2 separate regions of the Mus musculus genome follow, and region 1 is linked to region 2. The links are chromatin contacts, called in public HiChIP or PLAC-seq maps. All regions are on one chromosome and are shown on one strand. The core of a region is the stretch at or near the end of the contact, and the rest is flanking DNA. Distances in the headings are between cores, read along the strand shown.

The links. HiChIP or PLAC-seq counts read pairs in DNA pulled down with a chosen protein or histone mark.
Region 1: a contact with region 2 is called in an HNF4G HiChIP or PLAC-seq map of pancreatic cancer cells. The contact joins two enhancer-like sites. A contact is called at or near these places in 1 of 115 datasets of contacts at active chromatin or transcription factors (pancreatic cancer cells) and 2 of 9 other capture datasets (adipose tissue and liver).

The regions. Positions count from the first base shown.
Region 1 is chr17:32,107,149-32,109,848 of GRCm38.p6, reverse strand. No RefSeq gene overlaps it. Among named protein-coding and RNA genes, the nearest start is that of Gm30729, 4.5 kb to the left of the region's middle. Within about 2 kb of position 1,313, at least 40 of the 459 cell types and tissues checked have an H3K27ac peak or open chromatin away from gene starts, as enhancers often do. A contact at or near this core is called in pancreatic cancer cells, where this site is marked.
Region 2 is chr17:31,308,652-31,311,351 of GRCm38.p6, reverse strand. The region is part of intron 3 of Slc37a1 (solute carrier family 37 (glycerol-3-phosphate transporter), member 1); the gene reads right to left. Among named protein-coding and RNA genes, the nearest start is that of Slc37a1, 14 kb to the right of the region's middle. Within about 2 kb of position 1,366, at least 57 of the 459 cell types and tissues checked have an H3K27ac peak or open chromatin away from gene starts, as enhancers often do. A contact at or near this core is called in pancreatic cancer cells, where this site is marked.

The DNA.
Region 1 (2,700 bases), core at 64-2,563, 800 kb before region 2:
GTCTAGGTGATGCACAGCCGTTCTGCCACAGTCTCAGAAAGTCACATGTGCTTGCATCCCAGTCGTGTGTCACAGGAAACCAGCCTGCTCATGGCTCACAGCTGTGATAAAGGCCAAGGCTGCTCTACACCCAAAGGTGAAAGGATGTTATCCAGAGACAAGCTGGGATAGGGACAGAGGGAACTCTGAGGCAAGGTTTGCAGAGGTAACAGGCATAAAGGCCCAGGCAGCAGAGGACAGAGGGCTGGCCAGGTAGAGCCCAGTCAGGAAGGCTGTGGAGACATGCAGGTGGGAGCACGCAGGAGCTAGAGTCCGGGATAGGTTCCCTGGTGGCCTCTGGACTCAGGAGCTGAGGCAGGATTACCATGGATTCCAGCCTAGTCTGTCCTACAGGGTGAGACCTGTTTCAGAAAAAAAAGAGAAAAAGAGAAGAGGGAAGAGGAAGGAGATGAGAGAAAAGATAAAGGACCAAAGAGAGGAAGGAGAGAAGAGGAAAAGGTAGCCTGGGCCTCTGACCTCCCCTCCTGTTAGGCAGGACAGCCTATTAGATGTCCTGAACCCCTACATGTGGTCCCTGCTCTCAAGAGGGACTTGTGCTGTTGGAGTCTGCCAAAAGACCCTCACTCACAAAGACCACAGAGATCGCCATCATTGCAAACTGCAAGAGGTTTTTTTTTTTTTTTAATTGATCCAACACGTTGGGGACCCTCCTAAGCACGCAGACAAGAGGAGAGACTCTGAGTTAAAAAAGAACACACTTTTTATACCTTGTAAGGGGCAGATTTAGGCAACAGGACTAGCTGGCTTATTCTCATTGGTGTAGCAAGTAACCCTTTCAGGCATTGGTTGGTTTGCACTGGGTGACTACCTTTGGCCTAGTGACTCACTCTGCCTGCCCTTATGGTGGGTTATCAGCAAAGCAGCAGTACATTTTGAACTTATTGGTCAGCTATTAACGTCACAGCTATTAACATCACAGCTATTAACGTCATGGTCAAGGGGAATTCTAGTGACAAGGTCAGGGCGGTTTGTGGTTTTTCTCAGAATTCAGTGTGGGGTGGGGTAGGGGAATATTTCTGGGAACTGCTAATCTTTTTGTGGCAGCTGCAGGCTTAGTCTGGCCTTTTTGGCCACTAGTTTGGAAAGGGGGAAGGGGCTGGGTGGTCTTGAATTTATTTTGGATTCTACAGAGGGTCTTGTAAACCATGGGTCTGTTTCCATAGTAACCCATCCAGAGACTCTCCACCACTAAGTCAGTCTTTCCTGGCCACACAGAAGCCACTAGTCCATGGACAGCAGATAGGGATGCAGGCAGCTGTAGGAAGGGAGCCAGGCTGAGGTAGGAAAGCTGGCCTCACTCTCTGTGTCTAGTTGCTGGGGTTGGGGGAGACTGCCCCAGCAGTCAGTTGTACCCACTTCTCCACAGGGACAAGGTTCACTGAGGAGGTAGATCACACTGGGTCCCTGACTTCTGCAGGAGGGAGGACCAAGCAGGGGCTGGACCACCTGCGTCTTGATGGACACAGCGCTGGCTTTCTTCCCAGGCTCAGAACGCACCTTTTCTTCTTGGGACTCGCTGCCTTTCTGCACCCAGGCTAAAAATTGCTTCAGATCTTCCTGGAGTTACTCATTGCCTGGGTCCGTCAGTCTTTAAATCCTGTTGTTATTTCTATGTTGGGTCCCAGGAACAAAAGCTGAAGAGGTATTCAACCAGAAGTGACCAGAGTCACTTCCTGCTTAAGCTGTACCTTCCAGAGGGTGGGCAGTATTGATTACACCACAGCACAGTGGCCGTGATAACTTTGGGAAGGCAGTGGCCTGTCACTCATCTGACTTCCCAGAATGCAATTTGCTCCCTAAGGCAGTCACACGAGTTGACTTTGTCTTAAGTTATTATGTGCTGAGATCTGCTGAGACACAACTGCAAAGCAGAGCCTGAGATGGGACGGGATTCAGGTGTGTTTGTGGGGTGGCTCTCTTGAGACTTGATTGGCCAAGTTCAAATTCTTTGTCTCAGCCTCATGCCCTCTTCAGTCTTACCATTTACCACCCCCTGTTCAAAGTACTATTGCTCCCCACAAGCCAGTCGGCTGTGTCCCACTTCCTACAAGGCTGACATTGCTGAAACAGGCACATAGGTGACTGCTGCAGTGTCCAAGTCACCTCAACAGGCACGTGCATTTGCCAGTCATATCTTTAATCCCAGTACATAGGAGGCAAAGGCAGGCAGAGCTTTGTGGGTTCAAGTTCAGCCACGTCTACTTATTGAGTTCTAAGCTTGCTAGGGATACACAGTGAGACTATGTCTTAAAGGAAGAAAGAGGAGGAGGAGGAGAGGAAGAAGAGGAGGAAGAGGAAGAGGAAGAAGAAGAAGAAGAAGAACAACAACAACAACATTAGGAGGAGGAAGAGGAATAAGGAGAAAAAGAATTTTCTGGTCATTCAAACACACACCTATAATCCCAGCACTCATGAAGCTGAGGCAGGAGAATCATTAATTAGAGATCTGCATTGGCTACATAGGGAGATACTGACTCATAAAATGAGTCCAGGAGGGTGCCTCTGTGGATAAAGATGCTTGCAGCTAAGCCTGATGACCCGAGTTCAATCCCCGTGACCTACTTGGTGGAAGGAGAGAATCAACTCCCACAAATTGTCCTCTGACCTCCCCGGCATTCCTAGTTTTAGTTCTGAAGTGCA
Region 2 (2,700 bases), core at 117-2,616:
TAACTTATAATTGGGTGTAGTTTGGCTCTTGGTTTGCTAGGACAGTGGGCTGTCTTTGGCCTCAGGTTTCTGAGCTGTGGGAAGGCGGGGCATCGTGGTGGGCGGGGCCTCGGCAGGATATGCTCTTCTAAGACCCACCCCCCAAGTGATCCATTTCCTCTGGCTAAAGGGATCTTCCACAATGTCCCAACTGTTCAAATTGAATCCAGTGGTGCTTAATCTACTGACAGGTCAGCGCCTTCGAGATCTACTAGGATTCTCTCACCTCCTGGGCATCACTAAGCCATCAAGCGACAAGGTTACCCATCCCAGGCAGCAATCTCGGAATTAAAAACAGTTGTACCCTCCTCTGTTTTAAGCATTTTGCCTGCTCTCGCGCAACAGCCTAATACTTTGATTATGGTACTTAAAGATGCACTACTTTTTTTTTTTTATATATATTTTTACTTTGTTTTATTTAAAAGTTATCTTTACCGGGGCGGTGGTGACCCACGCCTTTAATCCCAGCACTTGGGAGGCAGAAGCAGGTGGATTTCAGAGTTCGAGGTCAGCCTGGTCTACAGAGTGAGTTCCAGGATAGCCTGGGCTATAGAGAGAAACCCTGTCTCGAAAAAAAAATCTTTCTTTTGGTTGTTGTTGAAATAGGCTCTCTCTATGTAGCCCTGGTGGCCCTGGTACTCCCTATGTAGGTAGACCAGGCTGGCCTCGAACTCTCAGAGATTTTCCAGGCCTCCAGAGTGCTGGTATTACTGGAGCACTTTATCATGCCTGCCTTTTGGTGATTAATTCCTAAGGAGTATCTTTTCATATAAACTTTAGGATTCTTTTATTTGATTAAAAACTTGGCTGGGTGTGACGGTACAGGCATGCCTTTGATCCCAGCACCCAGGAGGCAGAGGCAGGCAGATCTCTGAGTCTGAAGTCAGCGTGCTGTACTTGGTGAGTGCCTGGCCAGCTAGGGCCACGCAGAGAGATCTTGTCTAATGCGGAAATCTCTGCTGAGGTTTTCCCATGACCACAGGAAGCACTGGAACTTTTCAGAAAACAGCTTTCCTTGACAGCGCTGGCCTTTTTAATTTTTGTTTTCTGTTTGCCCTGGCGTGGGTTTTGTTGTTGTTGTTTTGTTTTTGTTTTGTTTTGTTTTTCCATTTTCAATTTTGTGTGCAAAGAGGGCTGTCAACAATTATCCTCAAGCCAGCCTCCTCCAATCCCTCTCCCTCTCTCTCTCTCCCACCCTTCCTCGCTCTTCAGGGACCATGCAGTAACCTTTCTGAGAAACCATCTATTTACAGATTCTGCTCTGGCCCAGCCTGGAGGAAGGTCCCCCCAAATTCCCCTCCATTGGGATATAGACCCCATCTGCCTACCAGCCAGGGAAAACATCTGCCTCAAATAAAGATGTCTGGCTGCAGGCAGAGATCATGAGAGGGAACAACATTGTCCTCTCAGCCCCAGGTTCATCAGAACGTTTTTAAAGGCACTATTTTTTTTTTAAATCAGAGAAAGATAAAAGCAATCAGCAACGGTTGAGGCAAGTGTCACCCTGACTGACCTGATGTCATCAGTTGACAAATGAGTCATGGCCATTGGGCGAATCATGGCCCGTTCTCAGTCAGGGTCTAGTAAGCAAATGTATTCCAGTTTTGTTTATAATCTTCTGGGAAATACAGACTGCAGATGGTGACTCATGGGGTCCCTGATAGAATCATCCTCGTTCCTGGATCATTTGTGTCATTTATAGCGGGAGCTGCAGTAGCGGAGGCTGCATACTTCCCAGGGCTCTGTGATGTCTAAATCATAGGTGGAGACAGCCTTGTCTGTATCAGGAGGCAAAGCAGCCTTTGGGATTCAGCATAAAGCTATTGTATACCCGGGTTCACTAGAGAGCCTGACCATATGCAAGCAATTAGTTGCCCTGGAGACTCCTGGGCAGCCCTGTTAAGAGCAGAGCCCAGGGACTAGACTGATGGCTCAGCAGTCCTGAGCACTGGCTGCTCTTCATAGGACCCTGGCTCAGTTCCCAGCATCCTTTTGGGCAGCTCACAATTGTTCATCATTCTAGATTCAGGCTCTCTGGCACCCTCTTCTGACCCTGAAGGCAGGCATGCATATAATGCACATGCATACATGTAGGCAAAACACTCATACCCATAAAAAACCCTAAATCTTTAAAAAAAATAATAATAATAGAGGGCTGGAGAGATGGCTCAGCGGTTAAGAGCACTGTCTGCTCTTCCAGAGGTCCTGAGTTCAATTCCCAGCAACCACATGGTGGCTCACAACCATCTGTAATGGGATCTAATGCCCTTTTCTGGTGTGTCTGAAGATATAGCCACATACACATACATACTCATATACATAACTTAAATAAGAAACAAGAGCCTGGAGCCAGGGGACCAATGTAGAAGACATTAAGGTGAGCTCCCTTCCTCCTGACAACAAACACAAGTCCTTTCAACCATGGGCTCTGAGACTTTGATTCAAACTAAGGCGCCTCTTCAAAAAACCTAGAGGTCCCAAGGGTCACTTCTGCATACCTAAGGCAAGGAGAGTGTGACCTTGACCTGTGTTCATCAGAGTCCAAGGGCAAGGTCCTGCCCTGGAGACCCTCCAGTGGCCATGCCCACCTCACTCACCATTCCTGTCCCACAGGCAATGACTCCGTGGTGACACTCTGCCCTCTACCTGGTACTGGACGTG